6 separate regions of the Mus musculus genome follow, and all the other regions are linked to region 6. The links are chromatin contacts, called in public HiChIP or PLAC-seq and promoter capture Hi-C maps. All regions are on one chromosome and are shown on one strand. The core of a region is the stretch at or near the end of the contact, and the rest is flanking DNA. Distances in the headings are between cores, read along the strand shown.

Evidence for each region. Promoter capture Hi-C pulls out the DNA fragments that hold promoters and counts their contacts. HiChIP or PLAC-seq counts read pairs in DNA pulled down with a chosen protein or histone mark.
Region 1: a promoter capture Hi-C map of liver shows a contact between it and region 6. The contact joins the promoter of Csnk2b here to the promoter of Pbx2 in region 6. A contact is called at or near these places in 9 of 39 promoter capture datasets (the C10 cell line, the HPC-7 cell line, cranial neural crest and 5 more), 7 of 484 Hi-C or Micro-C datasets (CD4 T cells, the G1E-ER4 cell line, LSK cells and 2 more), 9 of 115 datasets of contacts at active chromatin or transcription factors (VIP interneurons, craniofacial prominence, embryonic forebrain and 6 more) and 2 of 9 other capture datasets (adipose tissue and pancreatic islet).
Region 2: an HNF4G HiChIP or PLAC-seq map of pancreatic cancer cells shows a contact between it and region 6. The contact joins the promoter of B3galt4 here to the promoter of Pbx2 in region 6. A contact is called at or near these places in 9 of 39 promoter capture datasets (the HPC-7 cell line, HPC-7-derived erythroid cells, cranial neural crest and 6 more), 4 of 484 Hi-C or Micro-C datasets (CD4 T cells, the G1E-ER4 cell line, embryonic stem cells and 1 more), 7 of 115 datasets of contacts at active chromatin or transcription factors (Th17 cells, embryonic forebrain, embryonic stem cells and 2 more) and 1 of 9 other capture datasets (liver).
Region 3: a promoter capture Hi-C map of liver shows a contact between it and region 6, with 4 times the contacts expected there. The contact joins the promoter of Rgl2 here to the promoter of Pbx2 in region 6. A contact is called at or near these places in 6 of 39 promoter capture datasets (embryonic stem cells, hippocampal neurons, liver and 1 more), 5 of 484 Hi-C or Micro-C datasets (cerebellum, cortical neurons and embryonic stem cells), 4 of 115 datasets of contacts at active chromatin or transcription factors (embryonic stem cells, forebrain and pancreatic cancer cells) and 3 of 9 other capture datasets (liver, macrophages and pancreatic islet).
Region 4: a promoter capture Hi-C map of hippocampal neurons shows a contact between it and region 6, with 4 times the contacts expected there. The contact joins the promoter of AA388235 here to the promoter of Pbx2 in region 6. A contact is called at or near these places in 7 of 39 promoter capture datasets (the 3T3-L1 cell line, the HPC-7 cell line, cranial neural crest and 3 more), 1 of 484 Hi-C or Micro-C datasets (the G1E-ER4 cell line), 12 of 115 datasets of contacts at active chromatin or transcription factors (bone marrow-derived dendritic cells, bone marrow-derived macrophages, embryonic forebrain and 9 more) and 2 of 9 other capture datasets (adipose tissue and liver).
Region 5: a promoter capture Hi-C map of liver shows a contact between it and region 6, with 3 times the contacts expected there. The contact joins the promoter of Marchf2 here to the promoter of Pbx2 in region 6. A contact is called at or near these places in 2 of 39 promoter capture datasets (liver and pre-B cells).

What each region holds. Positions count from the first base shown.
Region 1 is chr17:35,118,019-35,122,843 of GRCm38.p6, forward strand. Csnk2b (casein kinase 2, beta polypeptide) reads right to left here and starts at 3,274. Exons shown (of 7, transcript NM_009975.3): 1 at 3,104-3,274; 2 at 2,427-2,509; 3 at 1,736-1,838; 4 at 441-556; 5 at 1-53. The coding sequence starts at 2,498. It overlaps Gm20522 (predicted gene 20522), which reads right to left. Exons shown (of 3, transcript NR_168268.1): 3 at 4,717-4,825. It also overlaps a transcript of Ly6g5b not described here and a transcript of Gpank1 not described here.
Region 2 is chr17:33,948,318-33,953,171 of GRCm38.p6, forward strand. B3galt4 (UDP-Gal:betaGlcNAc beta 1,3-galactosyltransferase, polypeptide 4) reads right to left here and starts at 3,171. Exons shown (of 1, transcript NM_019420.2): 1 at 1,595-3,171. The coding sequence starts at 2,945. The coding sequence ends at 1,830. Rps18 (ribosomal protein S18) reads right to left here. Exons shown (of 5, transcript NM_011296.3): 3 at 4,086-4,274; 4 at 3,904-3,995; 5 at 3,681-3,801. The coding sequence ends at 3,726. It overlaps Wdr46 (WD repeat domain 46), which reads left to right. Exons shown (of 15, transcript NM_020603.2): 11 at 1-216; 12 at 326-420; 13 at 519-614; 14 at 756-869; 15 at 961-1,378. The coding sequence ends at 1,098.
Region 3 is chr17:33,927,791-33,932,512 of GRCm38.p6, forward strand. It overlaps Rgl2 (ral guanine nucleotide dissociation stimulator-like 2), which reads left to right and starts at 2,104. Exons shown (of 18, transcript NM_009059.2): 1 at 2,104-2,254; 2 at 2,455-2,651; 3 at 3,936-4,019; 4 at 4,250-4,428; 5 at 4,531-4,581; 6 at 4,664-4,722. The coding sequence starts at 2,496. It overlaps Tapbp (TAP binding protein), which reads left to right. Exons shown (of 8, transcript NM_009318.2): 8 at 350-1,500. The coding sequence ends at 361.
Region 4 is chr17:33,979,636-33,984,167 of GRCm38.p6, forward strand. AA388235 (expressed sequence AA388235) reads left to right here and starts at 1,857. Exons shown (of 1, transcript NR_033305.1): 1 at 1,857-4,532.
Region 5 is chr17:33,716,332-33,720,722 of GRCm38.p6, forward strand. It overlaps Marchf2 (membrane associated ring-CH-type finger 2), which reads right to left and starts at 2,346. Exons shown (of 5, transcript NM_001252480.1): 1 at 2,215-2,346.
Region 6 is chr17:34,589,427-34,594,066 of GRCm38.p6, forward strand. It overlaps Pbx2 (pre B cell leukemia homeobox 2), which reads left to right and starts at 2,833. Exons shown (of 9, transcript NM_017463.3): 1 at 2,833-3,348; 2 at 4,146-4,219; 3 at 4,441-4,640. The coding sequence starts at 3,128. It overlaps Gpsm3 (G-protein signalling modulator 3 (AGS3-like, C. elegans)), which reads left to right and starts at 380. Exons shown (of 4, transcript NM_134116.5): 1 at 380-834; 2 at 1,035-1,137; 3 at 1,316-1,515; 4 at 1,744-2,328. The coding sequence starts at 796. The coding sequence ends at 1,881.

The sequences.
Region 1 (4,825 bases), core at 2,024-4,523, 530 kb after region 6:
TCACAGTATACACGAGGACAGTAGCCAAAGTCTCCCTGCTGGTACTTTTCCAACTAAGGTGTGTAAAACAGAAGGGACTGGTGGGTGAGCATGAAGAGGCAATCTCAACTCATTTCATGGTCCCCCCCCCCCATGTCTCCCACTTCTGACTAGAAGCCCCCTCTCTGTCGAGATAGGTCCTCAAACTCAAGTGCCTTTCCTTTGTGGGGCAGTCTGCAGAGCCCAGGGGCCATTTGCTATTTGTTCCCTGCAAACTCCTTCGTTTTCCGGTTTCATCTCCCTTCCTTAAAACACCTTCAATGGGACCCTGAGTGAGGATTCACTCCTCAGCCCAGCTCTGGGTCTCTCCCTCTCTCCTCTGCCACGCTCCTTGCCAGGTAGGAACCAGGCCTCGGACCCATGCACCTGTTTCCCTTCCTGCAGAAGGAGCAGAGCCTCACCATTTGTGCGATGCCTCGGTTGGTGAGGATGTAGCGGGCGTGGATCAACCCATAAAGCATCTCAGCTGCCTGTTCGATCAAGTCGCTCTGGTTGGGGTTGTCTTCCAGCTCTTCATCTGAAACGTGGGTGGGGTGGCCGCTTGTTTAGTTTTCCAGGGTAACCCCACCTTACCTGCAAGGTGGCGCCTCCAGTTTCTCTAGTACCTGTTTCTGAGCCTTGCCCTACCCATCATCTATACATCTGACCCAGAAACCTGGGCTTTTGATTCTTCTACAAAGCAAGACTGCTCGGCAGGGCCTTCTCTGTGTTCCTCTTTAGTCTCTGCCTGCCTCTCTTTTCACAGTAAGTAAATGTAAACACACAAACGCAGAGGAGGCCCTCTAGAGCAGCAGAGGGGAAGAGGCAGCAGCACACCAAACCCGAGAGGAAACTATCGTTACGAACCAGAACTGAGCTACTTTCAGAGAGCTTGGAGACAAAGCAAGAGTCATAAGGAATCAAAACAGTGAAGAAGCCAAGCACTGCTGTGTGTGCCACGACTCAGCCATCGAAAGCAGGGCAGAAAGACCAAGGGGTAAAGTCCAGTTTGGGTTATGAATGCTTGGGCCTTGAGGTGGGGGAGAAAAGACAGGAGCAAGGGATCTGGGGATAGGAGAGAGAGCTGGATTATTAAAAGGAAATTTAGAAATTCAAGAAGCAAGCCAGTCTGTGATCCAGTACTCAGGAGGCAGAGACAAGCAGATCTCTGTGAGTTCAAGGACAGGCTGGTCTACAGAATGAGTTCTAGAACAGACAAGGCTACCCAAGAAAACCTGTCTCGGGCCAGAGAGATGGCTCAGCGGTTAAGAGCACTGACTGCTCTTCCTAAGGTCCTGAGTTCAAATCCCAGCAACCACATGGTGGCTCACAACCATCTGTAATGGGATCTGATGCCCTCTTCTGGTGTGTCTGAAAACAGTTACAGTGTATTTATTTATAATAATAAATAAATCTTTGGGCCAGAGTGAGCAGGGACTGAGTGAGCGGGTTTGACTCGAGAGCAGAGTTCCTAAATTCAATTCCCAGCAACCACATGAAGGCTCACAACCACCTGTACAGCTTTAGTGTGCTTATATACATAAAATATATATATATGAAAAAGAAAAAAGAAAACCCAGTTTCCACCTCCCACAACAACCACCTCAAGAGGCCAGTGAGCAGAGACTAGAAGAAAATGAAAACAAAGCACCTATGGAGGGGAGTGCACACTTTATCACCAACCCCACAGTCAGCAACAACCCTAAGGGCACATTACCAGGTTCCAGGTCTAAGATCATGTCCAGAGCTTGTCGATAGTGAGGCACCTGCTCATTGAGTCCAGTAAGATTAAATTTGTCCTGGATGTAGTCTTCATCCACCTACGGGCACAGGGAAGCCAAGGGGTTGAAAATAATATAGGAAGGCCCATCTTCCACCTGGGCCCAAGAGATGTCTTATCCTCAGCCAAGTCACCTCTCGTGTCCTATTCCCAATTCTGCAGAGGTACTGAAGTCTCATAAAAACTGCAGGCCCTTTCTTTAAGGCTAACCATCTCCAGCAAAGACATAGACATTATTCAGCTTCGACACAAGCTTATTTTAGAAACCGCACTTGCCATCTTCTTGGGGATAGCAAACTCTCTGAGTTGAAGACTTGGGAATCATGAAGGCTAAACAGTTTAGTTTCTGAAAGGCATTTGTAATTTTCTACTGAAGCCACCGGGCTTTGCACATTACCCAACTTTAACATGAAATATTTTAATTATCCTAGTGGTCACCCAGAGGTACCTCTGTTAGCCATGCATATTGACAAAACCTTGAAATCCTAGCACTCAGGAGACTGAGGAAGTAGGACTGCCAGGAGTTCAAGGCCAGTCTAGGCTGCATAGTGAGTTCCGTCGAAATCTGCTCTCAAACAACATAAAATAAAACATCGAGGGCATGTGGAGTTGGCCGACCTAAACTCACCTCACAGAAGAATTCATTACCACGGAGCCCACAGAACCAGGAAATCCAGGACACCTCCTCAGAGCTACTCATCTTTATGTCCGCTGTGAAAGAAGAGCGTTAAGTAAGTGGAGACCAAGCTGTTTCTTGTCTCTTCCCTCCTCCCACACATTCTCCACAACAACGGAAGAATCTGAGTCCAGCCAGGCTTGAAGGATCCCGGCCTCTGAAGCATCTCCAAGCTTCTCTCCTTCACCTCAGCCCCCTTGCAGTGTGCTGGCAATAAGTTTCGCTACTTTCCAGAAAATGACAGGTCCTGATCTGTTAGTGTGACCCTCGTCCCTGGCGCTCCTCAAAGCCAGGCCCCTCTCCCCTCCATGTCAGCCGCGACAGGGCCCTCGGCTCCGGCTCCCCACCACCGCAGGTGCCTGCATGTTCCTGGCGCCTGTCCCAAGGCTTCCGAAGTTCATTTTCCCCAACAGAGCCGGCCTCTCCTGCACTCGCAGGGTTGGCGAAGGCACCACACTTCTGTGGGTCTCACGAGCGTCCCCAAAAGCCGCCTCCTCTCGCCCAGGGCCCCCGACCTCCTTCGGCTACCGACCCGGTCACTTCCTTCGTCGCCCCCACATCGAGGAGCTCCAACCAGAGTGCCGCGCCCAGGGACGGGCGACTCGACGCGGGGACAACCCCACACTCACCGGCCGGACGGGGACTGGGACTGGGGCGGGGAAGGGGAGCTGTGCTTCCAAGGAACCGCAGAGACCACTACAGCGCAAAAAGCCGACCCGGCCGCAGCAGACGAAGTAGGGAGGGGGGGGGCCACTGGAAACTGGTGAGGATTTGGGTGAGAAAAGGGCAACGCGCAGGCGCTAAGAACCGCCCCCTACCTCCGTGGACGCCGGGAGATGTAGTCCCGTCGGCAGAGAGAAACTGACGAAATGAGGGGAAGACAAACTACCAATCCCAAGAGGACCCGCGCATGACTCTCTAAGGGCCGCGAGGCCCTAGAGGAAGCCGCCTGGGGGCGGGGCGAACCGAGGCGCCACCGGAAGCGGAAGCGGAGCAGGGGGTCTTCCCGACCAGGAAGCCTGGGAAATATAGTCTTGTTAGGCTCGCTAAGCTGCCGGGTAGGTCCTCGGGCTGATTGTCATCCCTGCGGTGCTCCCTCAGCGTTCCGCTTTGCTTTTTTTTCTCCCTCTTCCCTGTGCCAGGCCAACCCACGGGATCCTGGTTCTCTCGCCAGGCCCGCGACAGAGTGCGCTCGGGCTCCGGCATGCGCAGAGTTGTGGTGAGGGACTTAGGTCGGGTGTGCTTGGGATGCGCTGAGCTGTGCACGCTGCGTGAGAACCTGGACCGCCCTGCGAGCTAACCTGAGGTGGGGCCAGCCATTCTGCCGCCGCTTGTCCCTTTGTACTTCTCCATCTCCTCAGAGCTGGGGTAGAGAGTTGTGCTGATGACCCTGACTGTTCTTCAAACCCTGCTCAGAGCAGTGGTGAGGGGTAACCGTGATGTTACTTCATCTCACAGCTCCTCGGCATCCCACAGGTCTCCCCACTGTGTCCTCAGAGTCTTTCTGAACGCGGAGGGTGGCGAAGGGCATTGTGGGGGCGTTATGTAAAAGCAGGACCCCAACCGACAGGCTCCCCCTTGGGTCCTCGCGCTACTGGGCACGCGATGCTTTACTACGAGGATGCTAGAAAAGGTTCTAGCGCGGGAAACTTGAACCTTATGGATGTTTTGTTGTTGTTGCTCCTGCGCATGCCTCGTTCTGCCCTGTGGCTATTTGATTGTATCCAATCTTACAGATTACAAGAGCGACATTTTGCGGTACAGAAGTGACAATGCAGCTTCCCCAGAAACCTCCCGGAGTAATGTCATGCCTGTTTTTAATCTGGGAAAAGGGGACCCCTAGATAAGATCGAGCAAGATTTAAAAGGTCGACCTGTGCGGGCCAGTGGTGGCGCACGCCTTTAATCCCAGCACTTGGGAGGCAGAAGCTGGCAGATTTCTGAGATCGAGGCCAGTCTGGTCTACAGAGTGAGTTCCAGGACAGCCAGGGCTATACAGAGAAACCCTGTCTCGAAAAAAAAAGGGGGGGGGGTGTCGACCTTATATTTCCTGTATGTGTTAGCGGAATGTTTTCAGAGAGAGCCTGGCATTTTTGTTTGTAGGAAGATGGGAGTTGAATACAGAACCCATTAACAACTGTCTTGTAGAATATTTTTTTCCTGTTACCCTTTTTCTTTTCTGTGTTATTGATAGAATCTAGAATTCTCAAATTTGAAACAAGCATTCTACACAGATTCATATCTACTATGCCCTCATGAAATTTTATTAACATCATGACAGGATCTGTTGTTCCTGGGGTCTGTTTTACCCATCCCATCGTGACAGGATCTGTTGTTATTCCTGGGGTCCCT
Region 2 (4,854 bases), core at 1,921-4,420, 640 kb before region 6:
GGCACTTGGCCTTTTCCCAGCGGGGACTGTTAGTTGCGGGAATGGGTGATGTGGTCAACATATGGGCAGGGCAGGGCAAGGCCAGCCCACCCTCCCTGGAGCAGCCCTACCTCACCCACCGGCTCTCAGGCCACGTGCATGGGCTCCAGTTCTGCCCCTTTGAAGACGTGTTGGGGGTGGGGCACAGTGGAGGCTTCACCAGCATGCTGGTCCCTGGTGAGTGGCCCAGCGTCATTACAAGTGTGAGAGGCCGTGGGCCGGTCAGTCCAGAGTTGCAGGACGAGGTTCAGCTCCATGCTCTTCCCTCTCTGCCTCCCTCCCTCAGGGGCTGCGGAGCCTAACTTTGATGGTTTGGAGAATAACCCATACCGGAGCCGGAAGCAGCGCCAGGAATGGGAGGTGAAGGCCCTGCTGGAGAAGGTGAGCTGTGCTGGAGCCCGGCCCTCCCTGGCTCCCATCCCTTTCTGGTGTCACCTCCCCGTGGCTCCTTACACATCGCTGTCCTGTGACCCTCGCAGGTACCTGCAGAGCTCATTTGTTTGAACCCCCGAGCCCTGGCAGAGGTGGATGTGGTCACTCTGGAGCAGCAGAAGAAGGAGCGGATAGAGAGACTGGTATGGAGCCACCTGCTATGTGCGCAGCCCGAGTGTCCAGCCCTCGCCTCTATACCCCACCCCATCCTGAAGTGCAGCGCAGGATATAGGTGCTGCCAGGGCACTGGGCCTGCTGTTGACCTCCTTCATGTCCCATGCCAGGGCTATGATCCAGACGCCAAGGCTGCCTTTCAGCCCAAGGCCAAGCAGAAGGGCCGAAGCTCTACGGCGAGCCTAGTGAAGAGGAAGAAGAAGGTCATGGACCAGGAGCACAGGGTATGTGAGCTCGGGCGGGTGTTGGCATGCACGCCTGCAGCCTTATCAGCCTATGCTCAGTGCCTTACGCTCCTTTCCCACCTTGTTCCAGGACAAAGTCCGGCAGAGCCTTGAGCAGCAGCAGCAGAAGAAAAAGCAGGATATGGCCATGCCTCCTGGAGCCCGTCCCTCTGCACTGGATAGATTTGTACGACGAGCCAGAGAAGGCGGTCTCCAAGTTGACCCTTAGGGGCCAGAGTGCTCAGTGGGCAAAGGCACTTGATGCCAAACTTGAGTTCAGTTCCCAGAAAACACGTTTGGCAGGAGAAAACACACAAGTGTCTTTTTACCTTTCCATGCCCACATGGGGCAGCGCGCACACACACACACACACACACACACACACACACACACACATATATAAAGGGAACACAAAGATCCATAGGGAAATTGTCCCATGTGCCTTACATCTTAACTGGGTAGGAGCAGACAGCTCCTTGGGTGTGTGGGCATTAAACAAGGTTTCTGGAGACGTGTCTGGACCATCCTGTAGGTCTGCTCTTCCCTGTGTGGCTATTCTAGACTCAGCTCACTGCCCTGCCTGTCTCCCCACCACTGCCCAAGCCTTCACCCTAGAGGGGGGCGTTATCCCCATTGTGGTTGTCGCAAAGACCAACATGCAGCAGTACTGAAAGCTCTGGGCTCTCCAGGTGTGCTGGGGGCCTGGTGAAGACGCTGCACTTGAGGTAGAGAGACATGTTTATTGGACCCTTGTCCCTGCTTGTGAGTCCCCTTCCCGCCCTTGGCTTTATCCCTCCCCGGAGCTGGCAGGCCAGGGCCCAAGTTTATCTTGGTAAACTTGGTTGGTTGCAGCTTCAGAGTTTGCTGTGAGAAAATGGAGGAACTAGATCACCACAGGGATCTGCAGCCTCTGCACCAACTTTGGGGAAAGGTCTCTGAGGTGCTGTTTTCTGTGGGTTCTCAGCTACTGAACCAGGCTATGAACCGGCACCTCAAGGTACCCAGAAATCCCTGGAGCCAGGAGCAAAAGGGTGCAGTCCTCTCCCCATTCATGCCGCTCACCAGCTTCCAAGCTTCCTGCATTTGCCAGGGATCCACCTTGTGGGATGTCAGCAGGAACTTCCCGTAACAGCACCGATCCAAGGGGTAGTGGGTAGCACCAGCCAATTTGACACAGTGTGTGGGGGCAAGGCCCCCTCGCCTTGCACTTACTCCCACAAAGACATCCTCTAGAGGTAGAGGTGGGGCCCGGCTGGCCACCTTCAGGATGAGCTGCACAGCAGAGATGGACAGTACATATCCTGTGCCCGAGGCATAGGGTGGAAAAGGACCCCAGTTTTCCGGCCACAGTTCTTCTGACACATGGTGCCGGGACTCTGGTGTCCGAGTGGGTCTCACCCTCCAGTGCACCCTGCCTAAATACAGAAGGGGCACTGCCTGGCCTCTGTGCTCTTCATGGATAGCTGTTGTCTCTTCCTGGGCCTCTTTGCCCTTCTGCCATTGCTCCGAAGGCCCCCCTCTTTGTATCAGCTCTGACACCAGCTCTGGGACGTTGACATACACGTCATCATCCGTCTTGAGGATGTAGCGGGCCATAGGACAGTATTTGTTCACCCAGTTCAGTCCACTGAGGGTCTTGAGGGTGAGGTTGCGGTAGGAATCCTGGAAGGAGGCCTGCAAGATATCCCTGTGTGCTGCTGACTCTGAGGACAGGTCAGCAAGCTGCTGTCTTCTAGGTTTTCCCAGGAGGAAGAGCGTCTGCACTCTGAAACCCCGGGCTTCGCGGATGGCACCCCAAGATGCCCGAATGGCGTTTCTCTGGTTCAGGTGCTCCGGGGCCGTACACACCAGGATGAGCAGGAAGGGAGGGGGTCCGGAGCCACCACAGGCATGAGAGTTAGAAATCAAGAGGCGGGGCAGGGCGAGGGGCGGTCCTGGCGAGGCTGGGGCCGGCAGCAGGGATGCCAGGGACAGGCTCAGCAGCTCCTCCCCCAAGCCTGAAGGTCCAAACAGGGTCCAGATGATCACCAGTAGTAGGACCGCCAGGAGGACGCGCCGGAAGAGGCTGAGGGGCATGGCGTGCCGCAGAGACCTGTGGGCACAGCTGTTAGAGCGTGGGGAGGTGGGAGGACGGCTTTAACCAGCTGCTGCTGAGGAGACGCGGTGACCCATGCGCGGGGCTCTGGCGCATCACAGATGCTGTTCTCCAGATGCTGTCGTGCAATGCGGCCCTGGCCCACCACAGCTGGCCCCGGAAGGCTTCGTTTCCCTAGCTAGCGTGCACGCGGAACTCCGCTCCATCCCGCCCCTCCCCGCACCTTCCCATCATGCCTCTCTAGGCCGGAAGCCGACAAGCGGCGTGCATTTCACATAGGTCCAGCCCTTCCCGGTCCGTCCCTACTGTAAAGCACGCGGAATACCAGGCTGCTTTTCTAGAGCAGCCAGCATCTGCTGTTAACTCACCCGAGCAGCAGCATCTGGCGGAGCTGTAGCCACTTCACAACAGCTTAGCACGGCTACGGCAGGAGACTCAATTGAAGCCTGCCCAAGCTTCCCCTGGAGGTTTTCAACACCGGCTGCCCCACCTTTAACAGTGGTTGCCGCCCAGTTTGCTGCACCTAAGGCAGTCTCCTTGTGAACACCCAACAGAAAGGGAGGAGCAAACACCAGCAGGAGCCTATGAGGGACATTTCCGTTCAAGTGCACCAAGAGCACTGTACCCAGAAGGCACCTGCAGCCAGATTAAACTACCAGAGCTCAGGATCGCTGTGGCATTAAGTACTATCAGATGGAAGACAAACTGAGACGGAGGTCATAGGTATATAAACTATTTATTAACAGCAAAGGCCCAGAGACTCATTTCTTCTTGGATACACCCACAGTTCGGCCCCTGCGGCCAGTGGTCTTGGTGTGCTGACCGCGGACACGAAGGCTGCAGAAGAAAAAGATACAGGTCACAGAGCAGCAGGAGGCGAGCCGGTGGACTGTGCAGCCTGATTGGGAGTGGGCAGCTTAAGCCTCATCACCCACTTACCCCCAAAAGTGGCGCAGCCCTCTATGGGCTCGAATTTTCTTCAGCCTCTCCAGGTCCTCACGCAGCTTGTTGTCTAGACCGTTGGCCAGAACCTAGATTTTGAGACAGGGGAGACAACTTTATCTCCTGATTCTGCACCCAGTTTTAACGGACAACCCGTGTCCACCAGTCCCCTAACACACCTGGCTGTACTTCCCATCCTTCACATCCTTCTGTCTGTTCAGGAACCAGTCTGGGATCTTGTACTGTCGTGGGTTCTGCATGATGGTGATCACTCGCTCCACCTCATCCTCCGTGAGTTCTCCAGCCCTCTTGGTGAGGTCGATGTCTGCTTTCCTCAACACCACATGAGCATATCTCCGCCCCACGCCCTGAGGTCAAAAGTTTGGGCTATTAGACTTTTGTTTTTAAAGATCTGAGTACAGAGTTTTCAGAGATACCAGAGGGTATCAGAATCCATTACAGATGGTTGTGAGCCACCATGTGGTCACTGGGAGCCTCTGGAAGAAGTCATAGCTTTTAACAGCTGGATTCTCTCTCTAGCCCAGTCTATTTGTGTCTTATGTTTGCCTGCATTGTATGTCTGTGTGTCTGTGGCACACTGACCAGAGGCCAGAAGGCGCTGATGTTCTGGAACTGGAGTTAATGGTTGTTGAGTGTTGGGTCATTGAACCTGGATCCTCTGGAAGAGCAGCTAATGCTCTAACAGCCAAGCCACCTCTCCAGCCCCCTCACACACACCCTATTACTCAAAAGCAGAGGGGCTGTGCAGATGTTATCCCAGCTCCCTGAACTCGGGACTGCTATGGCCAGCCTAAGTTAGAGATCCTGTCATTTTTCAGATCACTTTCCAGAGACAAAGCCTGCCTACTAACTGAAGGGAACGCTGTTCGGGCCACACTGGACATGTGTCACAAACTCAACAAAAGCAGCACAGATGAACAAAGTCAA
Region 3 (4,722 bases), core at 854-3,353, 660 kb before region 6:
GAGGGAAAGGCTCCTAAAGTGTGACAGGGAGTGGCCTGGGAGACCACTGTGCGGCAGTGGCCAAGTCCGGCTCTGACCTATCCAGGCAATGTAAACATGTAGACAACATAAGGACTTCCAAAGCTCAGAGCACAGCCCAGGGGTGGGGTTTGCTTGGATTCTCAGCTGACCCACTGGGTCTTCTGGAAGACTCAGGAGCGAGGACACTCATGACCATGTCTGGCCGGTGGGAAATGACAGCCCCAGCCTGCTCCCACGCCTGTAACTGTGAGAATGTTTCTACATTAACTGGGAGAAACTCACTTCCCTCCCAACACTTCCAATTCCCCACTTCTTTCTTCTCTTGCAGAAGTCACAGTAAAGAAGTTCTCGTCTGTGGAAGCCACCCTCATCTCTGGCCCAGATGACTCCAGTAGCCCCTGCCCCAGAACAACAGCCTTCTTCTCTTCTTCTCCCTCCATTGAATAGCTCGGATTTTTTTTTTTAAGGTTTTTTTGTTTGTTTCAATCTTTCTTGTTTTGTTCTTGTTTTTAGACAAGGTCTCTCTATGTAGCCTTGGCTGGCTGTCCTGAACCCTCACCAAGCCAACCAGGCTGGCCTCGAAGTCCCAGAGATCCACCTGTCCCTCTGCCTCGGAGTGACAAACGGCACTGGACACCATGCCTAGAGGTCTTTTTTTTTTTTGGTTTTTGGAGACAGGATTTCTCTGTATAGTCCCGGCTGTCCTGGAACTCACTCTGTAGACCAGGCTGGCCTCGAACTCAGAAATCCGCCTGCCTCTGCCTCCCAGGTGCTGGGATTAAAGGCGTGCGCCACCACCGCTGGACTCGAACTAAACTTTTAAGATGAGAAAAAAGCGAGACTTAGCGCCACACTCATTTGATGCCCACAGTCGGGAGGCAGAGGCAGTGGATCTCTGACATTTCCATGCCAGCCTGATCTACAAATAGGGAGTTTCAGGTCAGTCGGGGTTACTTGGCGGGGCTTTGTTGAGAGAACTAAATATAAGAACACACATGCGTAGAGTCCCAGGGTTGAGAAGAACCAGTGTATGCGCCAGAGAGGCGGGTTCATAACCTGTGGCTCACAACCCCCTTTAAGTCCATCGGAAATACCAGACATTAGGATTCACAACAGTAGTAAAGGCAGTTACGAAGTAGCAAAGAAAATAATTTTACAACTTGAACTGCGTTAATGTTAAGAAGGTTGAGAACCACTGGCCAGGGGATTAGGACGAAAGGTCTTCATAGCATCTTAAGATTCTAGAGACCTCAGGGACAGCCCACAGCAGTAGTCTAGAGACGGAAAGGTCCATGTGTCTCCCTCGCGGACTAAAGCCTACCTCTCCAGCTCTCCATTCCTACCACAGCTTTTCTTTTGCCTGGTCCACCTTTACCATCTCCGGGCCTGGTGGGTCTCGGCCCTTTACGAATGTCCCCGTGTGGTTCGTCCTCTCCTGTTCGCCGGTCCTCGTGAGCTAATAAAGTCTTTCCGAGTTTCCATGCGGGCCTCTCATTCTCCCGTTTCCAAGCACAGCCAACCTCGGTCACCTCCCGGTCCTCGTCTCGCACCCGGGAGACGACATAGCCACCGTGGGAACCGCGCGCGCTCGGGCGCACGGTGAGAGCCGGACGCCCGGAGCGACGGACCCGAGTGGAACCGGAAGCGCCGCACTAGCCGGCTTCCGCCCCCTCCCCGCGAGTGGGCGGGCATAAGGGCGGCACAGAAAACCCGGCGCGGATTCGCTCCGTTGCACTCGTGCCGGGGCGGCAGTGTCATTCTCGAGCTGCAGTAACGGGGTCGCGCCACTGCTAGGGCACTTTCCTCGGCAGTTGCAGCGCCGCTCTGGTTAGAAAAAGTGACTTAAAATTCCGTGTTTGCCTTCCTGTGGAGGCTTGAGACAGGACCCTGGTCTCCAGCGTGTCTGCTGCGAGACGCGGGCTTCAGAGCCACCGAGTGGGGCTGCAAGGGACAGCGGAGTAGTGCACCTGCAGCCTGCGTCCCAGCCCCTGGCGTCCAGCACTCCCCTAGTCGCTCTCCCTGGCTCCTGTCCTCACTTCCTTCCCTTTTTGGCTCCTGCTGTCGGGCGGACGCGGGGAGGGGGGAAGCGGAAAGGGCGGGAGGGCCCGGGAGCCCGGCGGGGTGCAGGAGGGGGGCATCGCGGAAAAGCCGGGGAGGGGACTCGGTAGAGGGCCAGAGACCGACAAGAACAGAGGCCCGGGACCCGCGCGCAGCCCTCGCCCTTCCCGAGCAGGTCAGAGCCGGAGCACCGGGTGACCCTGCCCATTCCGCACTAGTTAGCCCCCAAGTCCCAAGCAAGCACCGAGGGCTTGGGTTTCCCCACTCCCGTATCTCCCTCCCCCAGCCTTCCTCAGGGACTCCCACCTAGGTCCCTTCTTGTCCGTCTCCCCCACGCCCGTCTGACTCCACCCAATCCCACCCGTCTCTCCCCAGGCGCCCCCATGGCCCGACCCCGCTGATTGCTTCTCTCGGCCATGCTCCCGCGGCCCCTGCGGCTGCTTTTGGACACGACCCCCCCCGGGGGAGTCGTGCTGAGCAGCTTCCGGAGCCGGGACCCCGAAGAGGGTGGGGACCCAGGTGGCCGGGCCGTGGGCGGGGGGCAGGAGGAAGAGGATGAGGAAGAAGAAGAGGTGAGACGCGGGTGGCGGGAGGCAGGGCATTAAATATTTCTGAGACTCTCCTCCTTTCGGTGTCTCTGGGTCCCTCGGTCTCTTCCTCCCCGCCTCACTCGCATCCCGCCCGCCACACTCTCTCTGGATATCTGTCCCCTGGCTGCGGGTCCTGGTGTCTATGAAGTTCGCCCTGTCTGTCTGCTCGGAACCTGCCCGTAGGAACCTGCCGGAACCAGAATGGCTGGCTGGCAGACGGGCTGACTGTGCCTGCGGGGCTCAGGCCCTCTTTGCCCATACCTGCTTAGACGGGTGCCACTGGGCAGTTGTATCTTGGTCCCTGTCTCCCTCCTCGTTTTTTGTTTGGCTGGGAGGGGTTTGTTTCCACAGTAACCAGCTCCTCAGACTCTAGGATTGGGGAGGGAACCCTCAGATTTCGCCGCCTCTTCCCCCACCCCCTGGTGCTCAATAGAGGGCAGCAAGCCAAGAGGTTCCGGCACCTGGAGAGATGATCCCGGGATAGGTAGAGCGTGGTCATCTTCGTCCAAAGAGACTGATAGGATGTAGTCCGCAGCAAGATTTAGGGATTCAGGAGGGTCCAGAAGTTAGATTCGGAGCCCGAGGATCCAGACTCCTGGGCCCCGACATTGGTAAAGTTAGGGTGACTAGCAAGGCTGGTTTTTCGGGATCGGTCGGGGGAGGGGCTAGGGCCACATGACTCTGAGTCTACCGCCCCCCCCCCCCATCATCCTTACTTCCCCTTCTTGTAACTGGGATTGGAGCCGCCACCTTCAGGGGGTCCCCAGTGCTGAGATTAAGTGGAAGCTGTATTGGGGACCTGGGGAAAAGGAGTCTCTGCGGAAGGACTAAATTTGGGCTCCTCTGGTTCTGTCAGGGAGGGCGGGCCTTGTGAAGTTTCAGCTTCTCTCTGCTTCAGGTCTCTCTTCCTTTGGCTTTGTGCCTCTTCGGGCGCGCTCTGCTCCTGACTTTGCGCCCTGCTTTTCTGCGTTGGGCTCAGCTGTGGGACAAGGGGGGTTGGAGGTGGCCAGAAGAGGGGTTCCTGCATTCAGTTGAAACCCTCACTGCAACCTCTTCCATCCCACCGAGCTCTGAGGTGGCCGGGGGGGCTGTCTGAGCCCCAGGGTGGGGTAGACCTGGGGTCACCAGTACCCTCTACCCCTCGCACTCGCTGGTATTGTCCCCCGCCATCACAGGTGAGGGGTGCAGAGGGAGGAACAGGGCCTGGGGACAATGGCTGGGGACTGGAGGTGCTGTGGAACTCACTTCCTCTTCTTGCTCCTCCAGGCTTCTGTGTCAGTCTGGGACGAGGAGGAGGATGGTGCGACCTTTACTGTCACAAGCCGCCAGTACAGGCCTCTTGACCCCTTGGTGAGATCACGACTTTGAGGTCTTGCCTCTCGGTTTTTAATTTAATATTTATTTATTTATTTTCCGGAACATTAGGTTGAAGAAGTTCTGGTAGTGTGAAGGTAGTTCTGTGTTGTGTGATTTAAGCCATTTCTGAACCGGGGCAGAAATAAGCTAGATCTGGATTATCCCAGATGTCTAGCAGTCAGATTGAGGAGGCCCGTCGGTGAGACACCCTCCATGTTCTCCAGGCTCCCTTGCCTCCACCTCGCTCCTCCCGACGGCTCCGCGCTGGCACTCTGGAGGCCCTGGTCAGACACCTCTTGGATGCCAGGACAGCAGGGGCTGACATGATGTTCACTCCGGCCTTGCTGGCCACCCACCGGGCCTTCACCTCCACTCCTGCCCTGTTTGGGCTTGTGGCTGACAGGTCAGGGGCCAAGGGTTAGGAGGCTCCTGGATTCCCTTTGAGCACCCCCAGCACCAGCGGGGGCTGGAAAAGCCACAAGGTAGACCCTCTCCTCATCCCCAGGCTGGAAGCCCTTGAATCTCATCCTCCCGGTGAGCTAGAGAGGACCACAGGGTGAGTGGCCCTGTCTGAACCTCAGTCCCCTCAGGGTGCTGAGGCTAGACCTCTGACCCCTGGCTGATTCCCCTTCTCTCAGGGTAGCCATCTCTGTACTTTCAACTTGGCTGGCCTCTCACCCTGAGGATTTTGGCTCTG
Region 4 (4,532 bases), core at 607-3,106, 610 kb before region 6:
ATAGTGTGGTAGAAGTTATGTAATTTCTGACCCTCTCCCTCCCTCCCTGACCTTCACTCACACTTAAGAGCTGATGAGGTGAGAGACATGAATGTCACAGCTGTGTGGGACACTGGATCTGATAACTGAGTTGGCCCCAGAGTTCCTCACGCCTGTGCAGTGTGGACACTGGAAGAAAGATGATCCTCATGCCAGAGAGCACACACTGGTGTTTCGAGGTTTCACCCCTGATCAGTGATATTGGGAAAGATTAAGTTTACACAGGTTTTGGTTGTGTGGAGTTTGACCTGACCTCTCCCCCGTTTCCCTGAGAACTTGATGCTCTTAGGTTTCATCCTGACTAGGGAAGCAACTGGCCTTAAGCAGCTCCACAGAAGGATCTGTCTCTGTTACTTTTCTTCTGTTTTATCCTGTTTTTATAAGGCAAGGTGGGTCTCCACAGATGACCATGTTCATCAGGCTGGCCTTGAACTCACAGAGTTCGCCTGTCTGCTGGGATTAATGGCCTGTGTCATCACACTTGGCTTTCGTTACTTTTCTACGACTATAAGACGTTGGGACCCCATCAAGTTGTGAATGTTTTTAATCTGTTCTCTACTTTCAGAGAATGTGAATCCATGACGGCAGAGGAAAGACATGGTACAAGAACAGTGTAAGCTCACACATCTATCTGCATACCAAAGGAGAGACACTGGGAACAGTGGGAGTCGCTCCTCCCCACCCTCCCATCAGTGCTTCATTGGCTTGCTCTCTCATGAGGTCACAGCTCAGTGGGTCAGCCATGTCCCTGCACTCACACTGGTCCTTGCTGTCTTCTGAGAGCACTGTCAGAAAGCACAGGTGTCGATCACACGTTGGCTTGTTCCAGTGGCAGTCGAGAGTTGTAGGCGTAGGACACAGTGTTCAAGGCGTCCTTGTAACGGTCCATGCATATGGTGATGCATTCCTGCTCAGAGTTGTCCAAGGAGCCCCAGGCTTCCTGATGCACTTCCTGAAACGCCTGTCAGTCATCTTGAGCAGCTCCTGCTCATGCGCAATGGCGGTCTGCACGTTCACCTGCTCTATAATGGTCCCTGGTCCAGCTTTCCGCAACCTACGCCATTAAAGTCCAGCCAGACCACAGGCACAGCCAAACGCAGGTGCCTGGAGCCTGGAAATGTTTAAAACCTCAATGCCCAGCCCAGTGACACTTCTCCAACCAAGCCACACCTCCAATCTTTCTCAAGAGTTCCATCTGCTGGATATGAAGGATTCATTCCTATGAGCCCGTGTGGCTGTTCTCATTCAAACCAGCATAGCGTTCACTATGAAATGGAAGAGACCAGCAGGGTTCTGCAGATGTGTCCAGTGCAATCTGACAGAGATACCCTCCAACAGGGGACTCTGCGGAGTTAGGTCTCCCCCTTTGCCTCTGTCCCCTCCTGCTCAGCCCCTCTCTGTCTCTGTCCTCAGGCCTCTCCCCATCAGTGCCCAGCTCCCCTCCCTCCTGAGCTATGCACTGACACTGTCTCTTCCTGGGCCTCTAGTTTCTCTCATGTGCTCAGCAGCAGGCTGTGGATCAGCTGTGTGGTTTTGATGTGAACATTCCAGTGGTGGCTGGAGAGATGGCTCAGAGCTGAGAGCACGTGTTCCTTGTTGGGAGCCGCCCCACATTCGCTGTCACAAGGTGGCGCTGACATCCTGTGTTCTAAGTGGTAAACAAATAATCTGCGCATGTGCCAGGGTACTCCTCCCCCCATGTACTCTGCCTTCCCCGTGACTACAACTCGGCCATGGGCTGCAGCCAATCAGGGAGTGATGCATCCTAGCAAAAATATAGTTCTCCTTAAAGAGGGAGGGGGTTTCCGCCATCTCTCTCTCGCTGGCATCTCTCTGGCTCTGCGCGCCTTGCGCTCTCTCGCTGCCTAAAGATGTAACAATAGGACTCGGCGCTCTGGCGCGCCCTCGCTCTCCCGCGCGCTCTGGCGCTCTGGCCCCATAAAGATGTAAGCAATAAAGCTTTGCCGCAGAAGATTCTGGTTGTTGTGTTCTTCCTGGCCGGGTGTGAGAGAACGCGTTTGTAACAGTTCCTGTTGCAGAGGATCCAGGGTGAGTTCCATCAGCACATGGTGGCTGTCAACCATCTGCAACTTCAGTTCCCAGGGATCGAATGCTAGTGCTAGTGCACATACATATTCACATACAAAAATGATTACATCTCATGACAATAAAATTTTAAAAATATGATTTGAAAAATACTCCTTCTCTTTCTCCTACACATCCAGAGTGTGAGGACAGGAGTGGAGGGCACAGGAATGTTTGGACATCACTGTCCCACCAGCCAATGAAGAGCGCTCTGTAACAGGACAGGAAAAGATGGTTGAAATAGAGTGTATTGAAATGACAATTTGTCAAAAAGCATAAAATTAAAAATACAGATGATATTTCATTTTATGAACCTACCATGCCCAGTGGGTCACAGCCTCATCCCAGGAAGAAGACACAGTGTGTGCTCATCTTTGCACTTGAGCTGATGTGAGTTTTTGATTCCCTATGAACAAGATAAATTCGACTCAGACGTTTGAATGCTAATTTGTAACAGCCCATGACATCCCAACATCCAGAGCATTCCTGCAGAGAAAGGTGTCCCCTTTCCCATCTTCCCTCCCACTGCAGACCCTCCAGAGTCTCACCTGTTGAAGATGAAAGAGAAGCATCGCATTCTTGGGCAACAGCGCCGCCTGGTGGAAGAAACAAAGAGGACAGCGTCTGAACCCACAGAGCTGAGGGTAAAGGGGATCCAGGCTGCTGAGCTGCCCCAGGGCCTCCTTCCTATCTGCACTTCTCCAGGGCTCTCAGGTCTCAGGCCGCCCTGCTCTCATCAAACTACATCCAGAAGAACTTTACGTGCTTTTCCAGCCGTGGGAAGAAAACTCCCTGTAAGAGGGGAGGCAGGAGGCAGAGCCATGGGTGCTAAAAGGAGCTGCAAAGCCCCAGAGAGCAGTTCCAGAACTCGGACAGGGACCATGGTGATGATTCTTTGATGTCAGCTACATGTGGGGTTAACTAAAACCTCAAAATGGAGGGCAGCATCTGTGAGGTGTTTTTGCTTAATTTGAAGTGTGAAAATCAATTTCTGATCCTTTTCTTTGAGGTAGGAAGACACAGGTGTAAACCAGAATATTTGAGCAGGAGCCCCTCCCACTTTTTGCTCTGGGCCATGACTTCTGCTGGAAGCCTACATGAAGACCTGGAAGAAGGAAAGGCTTGCTCTGTGTCTGCTTGCTCTTCTGGTTTCTACAGTTGCTGATTCAGGCATGGTGTTTCCCTACTGAGAGGACTGGACTGTACCTGCTGGTTCCTGTATGGGGTCTGCTGGCCAAGAAGTCTGGACTGAAGCTGTTGATTCGTATTTGGTGTTTGCCATGGGACTGAACTGCTGACAAAGAAAATTGAGCTTGCCCCCCAAAAGCTATTGTTAAACAGGTCCACTTCCCCCATATCTAAATAACTTTTCTCTTCCACTACCTCTTCTGGATTGTGAGCAAAAGGAGAGGCTAAACATTTTGTTATTATTATTTATTATTATTACCATTATTATTATTATTAAAACTATCTTTCTTTCTCCCCCTCTTTCTTTCTTTCTTTCTTTCTTTCTTTCTTTCTTTCTTTCTTTCTCTCTCTCTCTCTTTCTTTCTTTTTTCGAGACAGGGTTCTCTGTATAGCCCTGACTGTCCTGGAACTCACTTTGTAGACCAGCTGGCCTCAAACTCAGACGTCTGCCTGCCTCTGCCTCCCAAGGGCTTGGATTAAAGGCGTGTGCCACCAATGCCTGGCCAGATAGTAGAGAAAGAACGACTGAGAGAAAAAGAGAGAGAGAAACCCCAGAATCTAATCTCCTTCCCTTTGTTTGCTCCATGACCAGAACCTTTAAGATCTTGTGACCACTGCTACTTATTCTACACCCACTCAACAACCACATACCTACCACCCCACTCTTGGGAATGAGGGCTTAGTGTGTATAAAATTGTTTCCCGCTTTCTGGGAATGATGATATCTCTCAGGGGCACCAAGGCAATGAGGATAATGGTCAAGTCCTAAGAAAGCAAGCTGTAACATTTGCTGTGCATTCGCTGTGTGCTAGGAAGGTGCAGGGCTTAGCTGAATCCTTGGGTGGGGCAGTCTTTGAGGCTGCAAGATTAGCTATTTTGAAGTTGTTCTGGATGCATAATTTTGAGGGGCCAGCCATTAAGGCAGTTTGAGGTTGGATCATTTAGGCTATTTGTCTTGTCTTCTTTGGTGTCTGGTCCTTTCTCTGTAAACACACAAACTTTTATAGGTGATATGCATTTCTACATTAACACATGTATGGAATGTACAGTGTGCACAGAGCTTTATAACTCTGTTTGCGCTATATACTCAAGCTGCAATATAAATATCCACTTGTGCCACATGAAAGGATAACCTCATAAGTCATGTGGACTTTGTAGCCAACAAGATTTATTGGACATGAATAGCTGACATCCTGGCTGGAGACATTCCATTCTTGGCCT
Region 5 (4,391 bases), core at 1,096-3,595, 870 kb before region 6:
TACGCCAATAAGAAATAGGAGTAAGGTAAGCATGTGGGCACCTTACCAGTGTCTTCATCACTAAAGGAAATGTTTCTCCCTCCCTCAGCAACCATGAACTGCCCACACACAGATTCTCAGGAAAGCTTTGTAAGTAACACCTGGCCCTCAAATACGTTAAGTAAAAACTCTGTCACTAAGCTACAGTCCACACTTTTTTTTTCCACCTAGGATGGTATAAACCTTATGGCTATGTGATTCTGGTTGTACCCAAACCTGCAGCAGGCATCCTGCCTCATTTGCCTCATTCTCCTGAGAGCCTGGGCTGACTATAGACATGTGCCACCAAGAACAGCTTCCAGAGATTTCCTTCTTTCTCTCTTTTACTCTTTCTTTCTTTGTGTTTAAAGTCTGGTAAGATGGTTCCGTGGGAAAAGGTACATGCCACCACCAACTCTGATGACTTGAGTTTAATCCTCAGAACCCAACCAGTAGGAGGAACTAACTCCCAAAGCTGTCTTCTGAGCGCTACATATGCTACCATGGGTGAGGGCTCACAAACTCACACATACACAAAACCAAACAAATGGATAAATGTTAAAAACACAATTGTGGGCTAGAGAAATGGGCCAGCAGTTAAGACTATTTACTGCCCTTGCAGAGACCCAGGTTTGGTTCCCAGTACCCATGTGGTAGCTCACAACTGCCTGTGACTCCAGTTCTGGGGAATCCAGCACTTTCTTCTGACCTCTGAGGGCTCTTACATAATACACATAAATTCACAGAGGCACACATACATTTAAAAAAAAAATGGTATGGTGGCACACAAGCTTAGTCCCAGCACCTGGAAGGCAGAGGCAATCCAATCTCTAAGTCAGCCTGTTCTCCGTAAGGAGTTCCAGGACAGCCAAGGCTACAGAGTAAGACCTCAAAAATAAAAGAACTAAACAATACCAAAGTTACACTAAATAACCCAGCGGAACCTTGAAGTCTTCCTGCCTCAGCCTCCAGAGCACCTGACCTAACAGGCCTGTACCACCATGCTCCATGCCCTAGGCACTTTATTCTGCCTCTGTCACTGATACTGTATGTCTTGATTCAAGTTAATTTGCTTTTCTGGGCCTCATCCATCTCTTTCTTACTTTAGGGTGTGTGTGTGTGTGTGTGTGTGTGTGTGTTGTTTTTCTTGGCAGTACTGAGATAAAACAAGGGCCTAGTGCATGCTAGGCAAGTACTGAGCTAGACCCCCAGTCCAGAAACTAAGTTCTAATCCCAGAAGCTCTACTTCCTATTTGCTGTATGGCCTTGGGCAACAGCTTTAACTTCCCTGAACTTCAATTTACTCATTTAGATGAAAGGAATTACTTTTAATACTTCTACCTAGTATGTTTCCCACTAACCACATTAATTCTGACTACAGAGTTTTTTTAAAAGTGTTTTCCCCAGGCATGGTGGCGCACACCTTTAATCCTGGCACTCGGGAGGCAGAGGCAGGCGGATTTCTGAGTTCGAGGCTAGCCTGGTCTACAAAGTGAGTTCCAGGACAGCCAGGGCTATACAGAGAAACCCTGTCTCGAAAAACAAAACAAAACAAAAAAAGTGTTTTCAATTATATTTATTTTGCTTGTATTTTTGCATATGTATGTGGTGTATATTCATGCAAGGGTGTGTCTATGGAGTCCAAATGACAACTTTCTGTTGTCAGTTTTTCTTTCACCATATGAGACCTCAAGACTGAACTCAGACAACAAGCACCTTGACCAGCTGAGCTATCTTGGCAGTCCCTGACTACTGTTTGAAAAACAACATTTTCAGTACAGTGCACTGAGTAGCTTTTTGTGAAGCGCCCCAACTCTTTATAATGTTAATAATCACCCAAACAGAACCGTTATGAAGAGGGTTTCAGAGTGACATTAGTCACTTATTGACCTCCTACTGTATGCCAGGCGCTTTTCTCATCAGCCATTTCCTAAATCATGTTGGCTCCGAGATGACCCACTTTTCCTAGATGGGGAAACCGAGGCTCACAGAGGTTTCTCCTGCGTGGCGAGGCTCGGAGACCTCTCACCAACCTTGAAATGATAATTGAGGTGCCTGCGTCCTGAGCAGGGCTAAGTAAGGCCAAGGGTAGCGCCCTATCTGTCCCGCTCGAGTACTCAGCCGGAGGCTCGAACCCGGAACCTGGGAAACCTGCCTACATACTCGGGTCAGGCCCATTCGCTGTTCCGTGCCTACCTGTTCCGCGGCCGGGCCGGGCGACCGCGCAGGCCCCTCGGTTCTCCCTGGCCCGGGTCCCGGCCCGGCCCGGCCCGTCAGCAGCGGCTTGCTCCGGCTCCGGCGAGCACCTGCGTCCGGGCACCGCCCGCCGAGCAGACAGCACGGCGAACCAATGAAGACTGCCTCTGAGTATCATCTGCCAATCAGCATACACGCCCCGCCCAAGAAGGTGGGGCCTTCAAAATACGGGACGTCCTGGGCGGTCCAGGCCCCGCGGCGCCGCAGCTTCTGACTCCGCCCCTGCTGCGTTCTGGCTCCACCCCCAAAATGGACCCCGCCTCATCCCAGCTCCTCCCCCATCCCAATCTCTGGCTGTAGACTTGCTGCCAGAGCCTGGAGCAGAACAAAGGCGAGCTTAAGTAAACAACTTCACACTTGCCAAATAACTTCTTTCCGCCTTCTTCTCCGCTCCCCCCGGCCCCCGTTTGTTTGTTTGTTTGTTTGTTTGTTTGTTTGTTTGTTGTGTTTTTTAAAGACAGTTTTAATGTAGATCAGGCTAACCTCGTACTCACTCTGTAGCCAAGGATAACCTCTCTGATCCTCTGGCCTCCACCTTCCCAGTTCTATCGGGAGCTAGAATGGAATGAAGTTTTTCTTCCGTGCTAGGCACAAACAGTGTGAACTGAGCTACATTTTTATCACACTTACCAATCCTAGGGTGGCTATGATCACATTTTGCAGAAGGAAATCCGCCCAAAGGGGTTAGAGTTCTGTGGAGGAAACTAAAGCCATCATCATTTACTCATCAATTATTCAAGCAAGACATACATTCAAAAAATGGAGCAACAGATGGTAGAAAGAGCTGTTGAGATAGATCAGCGGGCAAGAGCTCTTGCATGGCAAACATGAGGATCTGAGTTAAAATCCCCAGCATCCACATAAAAGAGCTGAATAGGGCCTCGAACTCCTGTAACCTCAGTGCTGTAGATGGTGTAAACAGGAAGATGGCTGGGGTTTGCTGTCTGCCAATCTAGCACTGGTTTCAGTGAGAGAACACTTAGCAGTACTTGCCTAGCATACACAAAGCCCTGGGCTTGGTCATACATGCCTATAATCCCAGCACCCAGGAAGTTCAAGGTCACCCTCAACTACACAGAAAGCAAGGCCAACCATATGAAGGAAAACCAAAAAGATCAAAATTCTGTAGGAAGCATTATTATGGTCCAGGCATGTGCAAGACCCTGGGGACACATTAACTAATATAAATATTGTGAGACAAACATTAGCGGTTTTTAATCATTGTGTTTGCTTATTTGTTAGAGACAGGTCTTACTGTGTAGCCCAGGTCCTGCCTCACCCTCACAAGCGTAAGATTATAGGCATATGCCACCACAGCCCCACGTTATTAGTATGAATTATTATTCTTACAATGCCTGTGATGGAGCCAGCAGCCTGATACATTAGGTAGGTGCTCCACCACTGAGCCACACCTTAAGCTTCATGGTGGTGGTGGTGGTTATGGTGATGCTGATTTGGTTTGGTTTGGGTTGGGTTTTTGATAGAGGGTTTCCTAAAGCCCAGTGTGGCTTTGAAGTGGATATACAGACAAGGATGACCTGGAAATCCCGCTTCCAAGTTCTAAGTGTGGGCATGCCTGGCATGAGTCACCACGCCCGGCTTTAGTAACATTTTTTTTAATTTGCCCACAGAATATGAACATATAAGAAACAATGTAGAATCACTTTTGTTCAGTTCCAACAGCAACAGTAAAAAGAAGTTTAAAAAGTTAGATGTGCTGGCACAGGCCTTGAAGACCAGCCGTCAGAGACAGAAACAGGCAAATCTCTATGAATTGTAGATTCTGTGAGGTAGGCCAGCCTACTTGACACAGCCATAGTGAGACCTCCTGTCAGCAGAAAAAGAAAAAAAAAAAGCATAAAACTCAGAAATTATAAATCAGGAGTATTTCGCTCACCCATGCCTCGTAACTATCATAACAAAAATTACTATTGAAGACACTGAGACTTGACAAAAATGTTTATTCAAGGACATTTGCTGAACAATTTTTGCACTTTCTCAGACTGATATCACTCTTGTTATTGTTCACCATCTCCAAGGATATCTCCTTCTCATTTCACTCTTACAGTATTCCCCTTGCCTCTACCTCTCCGAAATGTACTTAGTCTGCAGTGGTA
Region 6 (4,640 bases), core at 1,583-4,082:
GTCAGTATTCCACTCTCAAATCCCTAGGCAAGTTTTCCCCTCAACCTTGTCTATGCTAGCTTGGCCGCCAGTAGACATTCCCTCATACTCTCCACCGTCGGCAATGCTTGGGGCAGTGATAACTCCAGCCCCAGTCTCTGGCTACTTTTACTGTGTTGGGCCAGTGTTAGGGCATAAGATGTATTGCGAGGAATGCATCCGGGGTCAACAAGTCTTCTGCTCCCCCCCCCCCGCCCCCACCAGAACCATGTCTTTCCCTGATCCAGTAAGTCAAGAGAGATGAGAAGGGTCAAATCCTAATCAGGATCAGTCTTAAGGAGAGAATGAACCTGGTTTGGGGGAGGGGGATCCCGAAGAGTGAAACCACTTCCTGTGTTGTAGCTAGTTCCGGTGTTGACAGAGAAGAGCTGGAGGGGAGGTGGGGATGGTGGAGCAGTGTGGCCGGCTAGGGGGTTACTGAGGCTCTGGAGATGAGCCGGCAGGAATCCGCCCTGTCAGGAGCTTGCTCCACTCCTGCAGCTGGAGTCTCTCCCAGTCTCTGTCCTCCCCTGGGGCAAGAGAGGTCAAACAAGCTGTTTGGGTGGGAAAAAGAGGATGGAGGAAGTTGACAGAGTTGGGCGGGGCCCATGGGGGGGCTGACCAGGAACCCGGCTTCCTGCTCAGTACCCTGGCATCCAGCCCCCAGCTCACCCCCACCCCGTCCAGCCCCCATTCCCCTCAGGAACCCAAGGTTCCGGGTCCTCCTCCCAAATTCCAGCTACTCTTCCCCATCAGTGTCTCTCCCCAAGTCCAGGGATGGAGGCTGAAAGACCCCAGGAAGAAGATGGTGAACAGGTGAGCTGCTGGGGTGCCGGGTTGGGGAACCAACCCAGGGAGAAGGGACATGTGGGACCTAGTGACGGGTGGACACAGGAGACTTGGGAAAGCTTGGGCACACCAAGACAGGAACAAAAACACAGGGGAAATGGGTCACTGGCCTAGCCCTCCACCCACACACACCTCTGACTGGAATGAACAACATGTCTTGGTATCAGAGTCTCCCGCAGGATGATCAGGGATGGCCCCCTGTGAATGCCACCGCTCGGCCTTGGAGATCTGCTCCTCCCTCCCCTCCTCCTCCTGGAACCCGACACACAGGTACCCCACCAACCCTGGAAGATCTTGACCCTATCACCCAGGCTACCCCAGTGTAGGTCCACTAACCATCACACCTGTTGGTCCCTAGCTCGTCCACCAGCTCACCTGTCCCCACCGCTTGCTACTCCCATTCTGCCATAGCCTCTGGGTCTGAATCCTCCTCCTTCCTCTCCCATAGCCCTAGGGCCCCGTTCTGGCTCCCTGCTCTCCCTGCAGACTGAGCTCCTTCTGGACCTAGTGGCCGAAGCCCAGTCCCGCCGCCTAGAGGAACAGAGGGCCACCTTCCACACCCCCGAGGCCCCACCAAACCTAGCCCCAGCCCCACCCCGGCTTCTTGAAGACAAAGAACAGCTCTACAGCACCATCCTTAGTCACCAGGTAAGGCACATCCCACCCCACATGCATCCATGGAGACAAGACCCAGGTCTCCTAGCTGGCCTTCTGCCTGAGCCCTAACTTCTTTGTCCCTAAGCATATGTCCTTTGGTAAGCCTCTAGTCTCCCCATCCCCATCACAGATTTCCTATCTGCCCCACACCAACCCTGGCCTCTCTTACCCAAAACCATTATGGGCTACCAATGCCCTTTTCTCCCTCCACGTTTCTAGTGCCAGCGGATTGAAGCCCAACGGTCTGACCCGCCCCTTCCCCCCGGGGGGCAGGAGCTTCTGGAGTTGCTGCTGAGAGTTCAGGGTGGAGGTCGAATGGAGGAGCAGAGATCCCGGCCTCCTACACACACCTGCTGAGACCGGAGCTCCTCACCAGTCCCTTCTCTCTGGGACTCAAAGCTGGGACACTCCCCGAAGGTCTTCAACCCTGTTTGGCAGGGGTAACCAGAGATGGAAGACCCGGCTAAAATTGCTGTATTTACCACCCACTTTCCCTGGGGACTGGACTTGGGACAAGTACTCTAACCATGAAGATAAGCAAGGTAGGGTGGACACAACTCCCGAGGACAGTTAAAGAGTCTCTATCCTGAGCTGTCAAGCTACTAAACAGGGTGTGAGGGCTGCGGCCTGCCCCTGCCTAGTGAGAAAAAAAGGGAAGAGTAAGACAATTGTCCAGCACTAGCAGTCTCAGGCCCCAAGGCAGAGGGGCCCAGAGGCGGTGAAGCGACTCTTACCCCGCCCCCACCCTGCTGCTGAGTCTGTCTGATGTTTTGGTTGTATGAATAAACATAATTCCCCTCTGGACTGAAGACTGGTATCTGGGGGTGTGTGTGGGGGGGTGCAAGGTGGGTAGGTGAGGCCTGGGGCAGCCGCTCTCAGCGATCTGGCCAGAGGCCAGCTCCCCTCCCTGGCTGGTTAATTACTGGCTCATTAAGCAGCGGCTGGAGACCTCCCTAATCATCTCCCCCAGCCCCCAGTCTCCCGGTTTTAATTAAGTCGAACAAGGAGGGGAGTCATTAGAACAAGAAATATGAACCGAGCTGTCGGAGAACATTCCAGAGGCCGGAGTCCGCACCACCCGACCATGGCCTCGGAACCCAGGTGGCCGAGACACCCACCCCAGCGCCCTTTCGGCCAGCGCCGAGGCCAACCCAGTCTCTCCCCGGCCGCCCGGCCGCTCCCCGCCTCCACCCGCCGCCGCCGCCGCCGCCTGGCCTGCGTCTCCCCGCCCCCGGCTCCTCCCCGTTCCTCCTCTCCTCCCCTCCTCTTCCTCCCGCTCCCCTCCCCCAGCCGCCTCCCTCGTTCCCCCTTCTCCCTCCTCCCTCCTCTCGCACACACACCCCCGCTTGGGCCTCCTCTCTCTCTCTCTCTCTCTCCGGCTCCATTTTCTCCGCCGCCGGGGGCCGGGGTCTCCTGTGGGGGTGCCCAGGCGGCACCCCGGGTCTCCCCTTCAGTGCCGGGGTGAACCCCCGAGGGGAGCCGGGAGGCGGGTTGCCGGGCGGGGTTGGGGCGGAGGGAGCAGCGGCCCCAGCGAGTTTGGGGGGGAAGTCACCCGGCGGGGGGAGGGGCGAGCAGGGAGGGGGCCTCAGGCCCCCCCCCAGCTATGGACGAGCGGCTGCTGGGGCCGCCTCCTCCGGGCGGGGGCCGTGGGGGTCTGGGGCTGGTAGGTGCGGAGCCCGGGGGCCCTGGCGAGCCTCCCGGTGGCGGAGACCCCGGTGGGGGAAGTGGGGGGGTCCCGGGAGGCCGAGGGAAGCAAGACATCGGGGACATTCTGCAACAGATAATGACCATCACGGACCAGAGCCTGGACGAGGCCCAGGCCAAGTGAGTGCCCCCACCCCGGGACCCCGCTCACAGCTCTGAGTCCTCTGCAAGCCCCCCTCCCCCAGGGCCCTCTCTGGATCTTGCAACTCTTTTCTTTCCTTAGTTCTAGTGTTCTCTCAAAGCTTGCTTTGCCCCTAGGCCCTAAAGCCTCCTCCACAGAGCGAACCCCAGGTGGTCTCACTCCCTCCTAACCTTTTGCTGACCCCTACAGTCAACTCTGGCCCATCTCTTGGCTCCCAGACTTAGAAACTGTTCTCAGCCAAAGCTGTCTTCCCTAACTATCCGGCTAGCCCACCCCATTCTCCGCGTACGGATCCAGGATCTCCACACATTCCCTTCCACGGAGGTCGGGGCCTCCAAGAGTCCTCAACAGCCTTCCCCCTGCTCAGCCCACACATTCTGTACTGAACTCCCAGGTAGCAGGGCACCCCCCCCCCCACCTTTCTCAGGCCCCCTACCGCCTCACACTGACAGCCTCCGGTTCTCTACTCCACAACCTACCTAGTCACCTTTATTTCTTCAGTCATCTCTAGATCCTTGCTCCATCTTTTTGCTTGAACCATCCCTCTTAGCCTCAGCCCGCCCATAGTGACTTTAGCCCCACTGCCTGCATCTTCTGCTTCCTGTGACCCTGCCGCTTCCCGAAGCTATGGCAGCTGATCTCAACTATCCCTCGGACTCCACTCTACCCCGATTCCCACTTAACCCCCTCGCAGATTATGCCCCCACCTTGCACCCTGGCACCCCTCTCGTCTTTCTCCTGCCTGAACCCTTTCTCTCCTCCCGTTCCTCCTAAGGAAACATGCCCTAAACTGTCACCGAATGAAACCTGCCCTGTTTAGTGTCCTGTGTGAAATCAAGGAGAAAACTGGTACGTAGGTGCCCCTCTGATGCTCACTTCTGGGAGCAAGACTCTGCCTTAGGGCTTAGAGTTTGACAACTTGAAGCCTTGAGGAAATTGAGAGCCACGGAGGTTGCATGAAAGGAAGTGGGGAAGGGAAGCCCTGGAGCCCTGGGACCGAGGATGGAGCTTTGACCGGGGATGGGGGTGGGGGGTGAGGGGTTCCTTAAGTCTGTTTGCCTGCCTGCTAGGCCTTAGCATTCGGAGCTCCCAAGAGGAGGAGCCCGTGGACCCACAGCTGATGCGCCTGGACAACATGCTTCTGGCAGAAGGTGTGGCTGGACCCGAGAAAGGGGGCGGCTCCGCAGCAGCTGCTGCAGCTGCCGCAGCCTCCGGTGGTGGCGTATCCCCGGACAACTCCATCGAACACTCAGACTATCGCAGCAAGCTT